2 separate regions of the Hordeum vulgare genome follow, and region 1 is linked to region 2. The links are chromatin contacts, called in public HiChIP or PLAC-seq maps. All regions are on one chromosome and are shown on one strand. The core of a region is the stretch at or near the end of the contact, and the rest is flanking DNA. Distances in the headings are between cores, read along the strand shown. Region 1 holds the start of LOC123400138 (BTB/POZ and MATH domain-containing protein 2-like). Region 2 holds the start of LOC123400125 (putative F-box protein At3g47150).

Region 1 (5,302 bases), core at 2,472-4,971, 350 kb after region 2:
TCAAGCTTAGTACAACTTTGTATTCAAGTTAATACAAAATTGAGATACTTATTTTGAAACGGAGGGAGTATTCAAAATGCAGAGCTATCTTACCATGAACGCATTCGTTCCACTTGGACACGTGGTGGTCGCTGGTTAGCACTGGTGTATCATGCATATAATACAGATGAGCCGATTGCATGCTTCTTCCTCTTTAATAAACCGCCCATATGTTACCCTTTTTGCAATAAGAAACTAAATAGCGCCTGCCTGGGCATGCCACCTGGTGGAGATTCAATAGATATGTATCCTTCGAAGCATATATGTCCAAAATAGACTCTATGAGCAGACTCCCTTCACAAATGGCACTTATTTCTTGATAGAGATGTGAAACAGCAAGACTACTATATAATGTTGGCATGATTTACGCGCATACCTGTAACATCAGTTAGTCTTCAGTGGAAGGTCTCCTCATAATGTTCTCAAAGATAAGCTGGACAGAATTCAACAAACAGAACCACATGAGGGCTCCAGGTGCCATTTATTAGCCACCCAGCAGAGAGCCATAATTGGTTTGTTTCGCTTAGAAGTCTTTTTCGGTTTCGCTTACAAGTTACAACAAAGGAGGCTACTTGTCTCCAACAGAAATAAAAGGAGGGTACTGGGTACAGTAACCATCTAACCAGAACTCTACAAGGATAAACTATGTACCTCTGTTGGTAAACGATTCGACACCGAAAAGAGAACCCTAGCTCTTAACATGGGTGGCAGGTGATACATCAGACTCAGAGGAAACCCAAGCTGACAAGTCTCCAGGCTACTGGGGAACAAAAACATAAGTTAGCATTAAAAAATTGAAATTGTCCAACAAAAGCATCACCACAGTTTTTTTATGAAATTGCTAATGTTACTTACAGCAAGGGCTGAAATAATTCATATTCGCTGCATGGTTAAGAAAAATCATTGCCGCTCCCCTTTAGATTTTACAGAAGCCCACTGAAAGTGGCCAGTGTTAGCTTCAGGATTTGATGAAGGTCCCTGAAATATAGAAACACAGGTGGTCACAGTAAAATATGAATGGTTTACATCCTTTAATCAAACCAATGGGTCTACTGGCAGACAAGAGCGAGTGAGCATCTCACCTCAATTTGCATCTTTTTATACATGATGCTGCTTGTGCACGTAGATATGAGTGATTATCCAGATAAACGGCATGGGAAAGTGATTAGGGGATATACCGATGGAACATGTAGGCCAACCAATGAACTATTAATCAGACCACGAAGACGGGTAAATCCAATAGCTGCCGACCGGACCAGAATGGAGGTCGACGCCTGAGTACCTGACCATGCTGTGCACGTTTAACAGAACAAAACAGAAAAAGAATCATGCAGTCAACCGGAGCTTCCCTGTAATCATATGGCAACGGCAGTTGGTTACTCGGTGCTATGTTATTTCGAGTAACTTGACTGGCCATGCCTACCTTGCCAGGAAGGCAGGTACTATAGCGCGATGAAGGCAGGTCAAACAGTTCATTTCCAATAATTTAAAAGTTTCTTAACAAGAAAGTTCAGTTCATACCCTCAATTTTTTTATCACCAAAGCGCAATTCAGAATAATGTAGACGTAAAGACCAGATGGTAGCAGGAGAAGGACCTGCTACCAGATACTATCAAACATGGCCATCTGCCGGAGATGTAGAAATATTAGTTCATTATCCATTCCATTCCCACGTGGTGGCCACTGGTCAGCACATAATAGAGACAGACGAGCAGAAGTACTTCATTTTTTAATTTAATTAAACACTTTGTTTTGTGAAATTAATTTGATTAACAAACTGGGGAGCAGTGGGGATATACAAACAGGGGCATGTGGATAGGTTGCCTCTGCCAGCTGCCTGTAGATGACTGATGCCAATGATAGTTCTCACGTTTGAAATTCTCCCAAAAGAAAAAAGAAAAACAAACAGGAAGAGTGTTAGACATGATATCACACCATAAAACACGGTATCTTTTTTTCTCTCTTCCAGTTTAGTACTCCCTCCACCTCACAATATAAGATCTTATATTGTGAGACGGAGGGAGTAATTAACTAGCTAGGGAAGTTGGACAGTGCTGCAATGCAGAACAATGTTGACGCTTACGCCTGCCTGAATTTACAGACTAATCCATTCCATGAAGAGACAACTTGCCCATATGTTGCATTTTTTTTAATTGATATTCAGCATATAGGCAAATTACATGACGAGACACACCGACTACGTCCTCTCTAAAGGAGGATACCGTATATGCATAAGACTAAGAGCACCACTTTAGGTGTTAAGGAGCATGCCTACCATATACAGGGTGTTACTTTCGCTGGTTCGAAGCAAGCTTGGCAATGAGCTCCTTCACAACCCAGGGATAGGTCGCAGATACATGATCCCAGCCATTAGTTGCCATTATTGCTTGTAAGCACGAGGGAGACTGGACTTGGATAAACTTCAAGCACGCCTCCTTTAATCCGTGACAGCAGTGCTGCTCGGCTAGAGCAAGTGTGGACGTCACCGTGCTCACACATATGTGCTCGGACAACTGCTTTTCACAGATTAACTTAAGCTGTTGGAGATCGTATCTGTCTGCCGCCACAAACAAGTCTTGCAACCATTGCAGCCACATTTCAAACTCTGCTGCTTCTTCTCGTCCTTCATCCATAACTTCCGACATTTCATCCTCCTCCATGCTGTCCTTCTCCATCGTGGGGAGTGAATCCGTGTAGATGAAGCTAAGCAGAGCCCTGAACACTTTTGCTTCCATGTCTTTGATCTGTATGACGCTGGACGTTGCGGTGCCCTCCTTCATGGGGCCAAATAGCTGTGCCATGAAGACATTAGACCGGGCTGCGAGCACACACCGGTGTGCAGCGAACGTCTCGCCACCGACCTCAAATGTCACATCAGCACCGACCTTGTTTTGAAGGAGATGGCCAAAATGCTGGTTCATATCAGAGAGGGTGTCAGGGGCATCCTCGGTTTTGGGATCCTTGCAAACAACCATGATATCACACCGGATGGTGAGACAGTCACCCTTAAGGTCCCGCGATCGTTCCAGGACGTCTCTTCTCACAAACTTGTCGCTGCCCCAGGAGGGGGCACTGCCGGAGAAGGTGCAGGTCTTATTGGTTCCATGAATGTACACTGGCTTGTGCTTTTCAACATGGTCGACGAGGCTAAAGCTGAACTTGGCCTCCACATCCTCTTCGCCCTCGCCGTCGTAGAGGGTATTCCTCGTGACGTAGAGCGAAACGAAGTCCCGGCAGTCTGGGTTCTCTCCGTTGGGGTAGTACTCGATGTACCAATCATATTCCCCCACCGTGAAAAGGCCGGTGGTGGCGCTCTCGCCGGTGGGCAACTCAACCTTGGTGCGCGAGTAGTCCCTGACCATGAGCAGGTGGTACCCGCTGTCCGCGCCGGCGTAGACGGCCGAGGTGTCGCAGGCGCAGTGCTTTCCGCCGTCGACGACGGACACGCCGGCGAACGACATGAGGGATCTGCGAGTCCACCGAAACACTATCTAATTCAGTCACCATTGACACGTCGAGTTCCAGAGTTGGGGTCGATGAGCTGAGCAGAGGGGCAAACCTGGTCGCGTCCCGCGCGGAGTCACCGTCGCTCCAGTCGCTGCGCCGCCCCCGCCCGCGTGGCTCCTCGCCGTAAACAGAGTTTGCGCCGCCGCCGGCGGCTCGTCGGTGAGTGCGACCCGGATCTGCCTACGTTTGAGGGTTTATTGATTATAAAGTCGTCACGATGATTGGGCTTTTAAGGCCCACGCAGCCCACAATCTGCAAAGCCCATACAACGCCCACGCAGCTCAAGGCACTGTTTCGCTCACGGCCTGATAAATCGAGCTGAATTTTGCAGGATGCAATAGCATATTCCACCCAAAACAATTCGTTTGTCTCAAAAAAATTGTGTTTACGAAATCGCTAACTTTGACCGTAGTTCTGTGAATTCAGTCAAAACCGTCCACCTCTAATAATTTACCAAAACTAACATCCTTGGCCTATGCTGTAATGGGACTGTATTGAAGCTTAGGTAAGCTTTTTGACCTGATGAATGTTGCGACTTCAAAAACAATATCTTAAAGCTACCGATAGCCACTTTCCGAGAAATCTTAGATTATTTTGCGAAAAAAATAACTACCATAATTGTGTTTCTATTTCACTGCACCGGTTGCCACAACTGAATACATACACTAGCACGAATAAATAACATACATGGGAAAATAAATATCCATGTTATTCTTGGTATGTTTGTAGCGCATGTCGATGATGAGCCTACTACACTAGACAAGGAAAATATATCAGGTCCTGTATTCCCAGAGGCAGCGACTGATCGTCACCACCATTATTCACCTATGCAGCTATGGACACAGCCAGCCATCCCAACAAGAGCATCATCATCTCTATTTTACCTCCAAGAAGAGAAAGAAGGGGAGGAGGGAGGGGGGAAACCAACCGGAGCTTCATGTAATCATCTGCCAACGGGAGTCAGTTACCCAGCGCTATGTTGTTTCGAGTAATTTAGGTGATCCACGCCTGCTGCGTGTGTGGGCACAGCACCGTATCATTGCCAAGAAGGACCATGAACCCATTCATTCCACATGGTGTTCGCTGATCAACACAGGTGCACATAATACAGATGAGCAGATTGCATGCTGCCTCTTCTATAATACTCCCTCTGTACCTAAATACTTGTAGTTGGGAAGAACTAGTCAAAATATTTAGTTCTTCCCAACTATAAGTATTTAGGTACAAAGGGAGTAAATGAATAAATCTTCCTATGTTATTATTAAAAAAACAATAAGGAAACTAATGAGCGCCTGCCGTGGCATGCCACCTGGTGGAGATTAAGTATATACATATCCTTTGATGCATACACGTCTGAATAGACTGAATCAGTAGACCCCCTTCATGGATGACACTTATTTCTTGATAGAGATGCACAACAGCAAGACTATTGTACAATACTGACACGAGTTAGGTGCATACCTCCAGCATTAGCCAAAGCAAAACTTATTTTTAAGTAGTCACATCACAACTTATTGATACATAACTGGGCTCATTTGATTTTTCCACGTATATATGCAATTACTTTTCAGTTGAAAATATCCTGATTATGTTCTCATTCTCAAGATAAGTAACCCAGAATTCAACAAACAGAACCACATGAGGGCTCCAATTGGCATTTCGTTATCCACCCAACAGAGAGTCACAATTTGTTTGTTTGACTTCAAAGTTACAACAAAGGAGGAGGCTACTTCTCTTCAAGAAAGAAAAGGGGGGT
Region 2 (4,904 bases), core at 1,328-3,827:
TGTAGAGCCTCATCTTTAGTATTTAATAGATACACATAGCAATATCTAGTGGAATCATCTATCAATGTCATGACGTATTTCTTTCCACCTTTAGTCAACACACCATTCATCTCACAAAGATCAGAATGTATGAGTTCTAATGATGCCAAGTGTCTCTCCTCTGCAGCCTTGTGAGGCTTGCGAGGTTGCTTTGCTTGCACACACGAATGTCACTTAGAACTTTTGGCTAAAGTGAAAGTTGGGATTAAATTCAGTTTTGCTAGCCGCGACATAACACCGAAACTTATGTGACAAAGACGTGAATGCCAAACTTCAGATTCATTAACACTCGAATGAATATTGTTCACGACTTTATTACAAAAATCTGCAAGAGAAAGGCGGAACAGACCTCCGCATTCATAACCTTTTGCAACAAAAAGTCCATATTTCGTAACAAGTACTTTATTAGACTCGAATACCAACTTAAACCCTTCTCTACACAGAAGGGAGCCACTAACGAGATTCTTCTTGATGGTGGGGACATGCTGCACGTTCTTCAGCCGCACGATCCTTCCCGAAGTAAACTTCAGATCGACCGTGCCAACACCAAGAACAGAAGCACTCGCACCATTCCCCATCAATACAGACCCGCGACCGGTGGCCTGATAAGAAGAGAACAATGACATGTCAGCACACACATGAATATTTGCACCCGTGTCCACCCACCAATCGGTGGAGTGACAAACTAAAAATACAGTAAGTAAATTACCGTACCTAGATGCACCACTCTCATTGTTGCCCACAATCATATTGGAAGACTTGGAGTCTTGCGCCGGCTTCTTGTACTTGTTTGGGCATTTGTTCGCCCAATGTTCCTCTGAACCACAAGTATAGCAGCCATCTCCCTTCTTATTCTTCTTGAAGGGCTTCTTTCCCTTCTTCTTGAAGTCGGTATTCTGTTGGACATAATTCTTTCCCTTGGGCTTGTGGGAATTGAAGTTCCTTTGATGTACCATATTGGCAGCACAAGAGCTTTCCACCGCTTTTTCATTGGAGTCCTTTGCTCTCGAGTTCTGCTCAACACTCAGATGGCCGATGATGTCCTCTACTGAGAACTCATGCCTCTGTTGTTTCAGAGTAGTAGCAAAGTTCCTCCATGAATTAGGGAGCTTAGCAATTATACAGCCCGCGACAAACTTGTCCGGCAAATTGTACTTAAGAACCTCAAGTTCCTTAGCTATGCATATTATCTCATGAGCCTGTTCCAATACAGAACGGTTGTCAACCATTTTGTAATCGTGGAACTGCTCCATAACATACATCTCACTCCCAGCTTCGGTGGCCCCGAATTTAGATTCGAGAGCCTCCCACAAGTCTTTTGGCAACATGCATATGTAAGTATGCATCAACCAGCTTATCTCCGATCACGCTTATGACTGCTCCAAGGAATAGGACGGTGGCCTCCGCGAACTTCTTCTCCTGTTCAGGAGTGATCGTTTCCGTTGGAGTGACACCGGCTACCCAGAACACGTTCATCGTCGTGAGCCATAAGCTGGTTCTAGTTTGCGAATGCTTGAAATAAGTACCGGTAAACTTGTCCGGTTTCGGTGCAGCAGCAAAACCATTACTCGAAAAATTCCTACACACATTAGGTTTTTGGATTGTTGAGTAAATAGGCAATTTTCCGAGTGTATTAATCCACGAGATAATAACTAGCATGGCATTGACTAGACTGATGATGTACTGATCTTGAACTAACCTAGCACATACTACGCATATAGTTGATACATCTATGCATGCAAGTAGTACTGCTAGGATAAATACGAACATGAGGATAAACGAGCCATACCCTCCAATAGGCCATTTGGCCGTAGCAGCAGCGTTGGCGTTGGACGCGGCCGTAGCAGCAGCAGCATCCTCTGCCCTCTTCTTCTCAGCTTCAAGGGCGAGACGATCGGCCTCAGATGGTGAAGACATGGTGATGACGAGGACGACGCGGATGTAGACGAAGCAGACGGACGGAGGCGAGCAGTCGCGTGATCGCTTCCCAAAAACCTAATCGCCCCTCTCCCGTACATGAACCGAAGAGGCGGGGTTTCGGAGGCCTGCTCTCCCGTCGACCGTGTACGCGGTAAACGGGACGGCGTCGCCGGCGGCAGCAGCAGAAAAGGGAACGAACGCGTGAGGCAGATGTGATCTGATTCTCGTGACGGCTAGGGTAGGCGTTAGCCTGCTTATAAAGGCGGCTGAGCGAAGAGACGTAGGCCGAACCCACGTCCAATTCGGTAACAGCCCACGATCCGACGTCTCGGATCGTGCCGTGTCCGTTACGTATTCTTCGTTCCTGACCGACAAAAATAAGCGCGTAGGTATGAGCTCGGCTCGGCTCATTCCCGTGGCGAGGCGGGCGGCGGAGGAGGAGTGCGCGAGGGCACCTTCTCTTCTCACTCTCCAATAGCATGTGAAAGAGAGACCCTTATAAAGGGGTCCAACTTCTTTTCCACTAGCGGGGTGGGACTAAACTTCCCACCACCTTGTCATGCCAACACCCACATGGGCCCTTGGAGATTTTTCTGAAATTCTCTAATGGGCCTAAAGCCCACTACTAATTTCAACGGAAATTGTGGGCATACTTTGTTAACTCGTTAACGTGGTTTCGATGCTTTTAACGATAAAGGGGTTTCCCTCACTTTATATTATAAAGCAACCATCCGATATATCCAGCTCGTTGGGGTCACAACACAAACAAGCCCAAAATAAATAAAAAACAAGTGAAGAAAAGAGAAATAATTGCCGACATCGGCAGATCAGCGGAGCGGAGAAGACCGGCAACCGTTGTACCCTCTAGAGAAGTACAACTGCGATCCTAGAATTTCGAGGCGTTGCATACCAAGCAACATCTTTAAGAAGGAATGTGACGACGCTGTTGCTCGAACAAGTCTTAGGGTTTGATCCGGTATGCTGTTGAACTTCACTAAGCACCCGTCAAGTGTTGTATGGTAGACTGACACTGCTTGCAAGTTGCAAGTGTTGTATGGTAGATTGATAGTGCTTGCAAGTTGCACGTGTTGTATGGTAGACTGATAGTGCTTGCAAGTTGCAAGTGTTGTATGGTACTGATAGTGCTTGCATGCACTGATTAGCTAGGCGTGCGTATGCATCCTTGGATCAAGTCGAATTTGGCAGCTGCTTTTTTCTTTTTCTTTTGAGAAATAGTACTTGGCAGCTGCTGCAGGCTGCAGCAAGAGAACACAGCGTCGTCCAATTCCAGCTTGAATTATTGGGTCGCAAAAATAAGAGAAAAGAACGCGAACACAACCCAGCATGGGCCATAACTTGTCAGGTGGCAAAAAGGAGCGAAGCCTGAGGCCCATTTCGGGCCTGTTCGGGAGGCCGAAACCCTCGAGCAGTGCCGCCTTCCCCTCCCCTCCGCCTCCGCCTCCGGCATTCTCGTCTCCGGCGATTGCCAGTCCGCCGCCAACGCTCTTGGTAAGGCCAACCCCTCCGTCTCCTCGGCGCGCTATCCCCTCTGAATCCATCGTCAATTTGGCTTCCTCCCTCGCTTGCTCACCGCTTCTCTTTACCGCAGCGATGTCGCCCTCGAAGCCTCCCCCGGCCGCCTCCAGCTCCGGCGACCTGCCCGCGGACGCGCTGTACGAGGTCCTCCTACGCATCCCGGCCAAGGAGCTCTGCCGCCTCCGCGCCGTCTGCCCCGCCTGGTGCGCCCTCACCTCCGACCGGCACTTCGTCGCGGCGCACAAGTCCCGCCACCGCACTTCGCCGCCCCTCCTCGCCATGGGCTACCGCGACGATAGTGGGGTCAGCGGCGTTGCGATTTCGGATCTGTCGGGCAACGTCGTGAAGAGGATTCCAAGCACCGGGTATGAGATTGTTACGGTGAGCAAGTCGGGTGATCCCATTGGCCGGATGTCAAGCAAGGACGATAGCCTCTGTACGTGTTGTGCGCACGCGGCTAGACCTCGTCTGTTTCAACTGGATTGATTACCCTCAGGCCTTCTCGGTGCTGAACCCGGCAACTGGAGCTATTATCGACTTGCCGACCGGCCGCTCGGACGAATTGGAGCATGAGCTAGAGGTGGGGGGAATAGACAAATGGCGCTGTCATTTCGAGTCGTGTGCTTTTGGGCAGGTCTCCTCTACCAGAGAGTACAAGGCGCTCCGCATCTGTAGCATTCCTGACCGGCTGGTATGTGAGGTTATCACCTTTGATGACACCAACCATGGAAGCTGGAGGAGAAAGCAGGACCCTCCGTCCCATATCTGTACCAGTCGCAAGATGAGATGTGTGGTCGTCGATGGGGTGGTGTACTTCTTGATGGATTTTTTCTCCACGAACTTGAGAACTGACATGATAGCCATTGAACCTGGCAGCATAGCTTCGTTCAATCTCGAGACAGAGGATTGGATGGATGTTCTACGCGGTCCAGAGCCGGTGTACAAGTATGTGCAAGAGCACGAGGTTTATGGTTACGCAGAACTGGAACTCCAGCTATCACTGGCTGAGTTGAGTGGCTCCTTGGTTATGGTTCGTAATATTCATAACATATCTGTTGACTTATGGTTTTTGATAGATTCTGAGAAAGGTGTCTGGGTCAAGAAATATAGCATGCCTTCAGATTTCGCTAAGCCTTTTAGTTACCCTTTTCTGATATTGGATGATGGGAGGATCTTTTTCAGTGTAGAGGGTTATTTACAAGGTATCTGTGGTAATGCAGAGCCAGGACAAAGATTTCTGGTAAGTTATGATCCAAGGAAGGACACTTATGCTGATGCACTAACACTGGGAGATTCCATATCCATTGACATTTACACAGGAAGTCTGCTGAGTTTATAGAGTACCTGTCACTAATGAAGTGAATATTGTTTACCACCTTATGTTGTAAAGTTGAATAATTAGTGAGACA

What was found. HiChIP or PLAC-seq counts read pairs in DNA pulled down with a chosen protein or histone mark.
Region 1: an H3K4me3 HiChIP or PLAC-seq map of embryo shows a contact between it and region 2, with 4 times the contacts expected there. The contact joins the promoter of LOC123400138 here to the promoter of LOC123400125 in region 2. A contact is called at or near these places in 1 of 6 Hi-C or Micro-C datasets (leaf) and 1 of 1 datasets of contacts at active chromatin or transcription factors (embryo).

Annotation. Positions count from the first base shown.
Region 1 is chr5H:503,204,828-503,210,129 of MorexV3_pseudomolecules_assembly, forward strand. It overlaps LOC123400138 (BTB/POZ and MATH domain-containing protein 2-like), which reads right to left and starts at 3,722. Exons shown (of 2, transcript XM_045094555.1): 1 at 3,599-3,722; 2 at 2,150-3,507. The coding sequence starts at 3,500. The coding sequence ends at 2,328. It overlaps LOC123400136 (DNA-(apurinic or apyrimidinic site) endonuclease 2), which reads right to left. Exons shown (of 10, transcript XM_045094552.1): 10 at 5,167-5,302.
Region 2 is chr5H:502,858,543-502,863,446 of MorexV3_pseudomolecules_assembly, forward strand. LOC123400125 (putative F-box protein At3g47150) reads left to right here and starts at 2,578. Exons shown (of 2, transcript XM_045094535.1): 1 at 2,578-3,468; 2 at 3,569-4,568. The coding sequence starts at 3,571. The coding sequence ends at 3,981.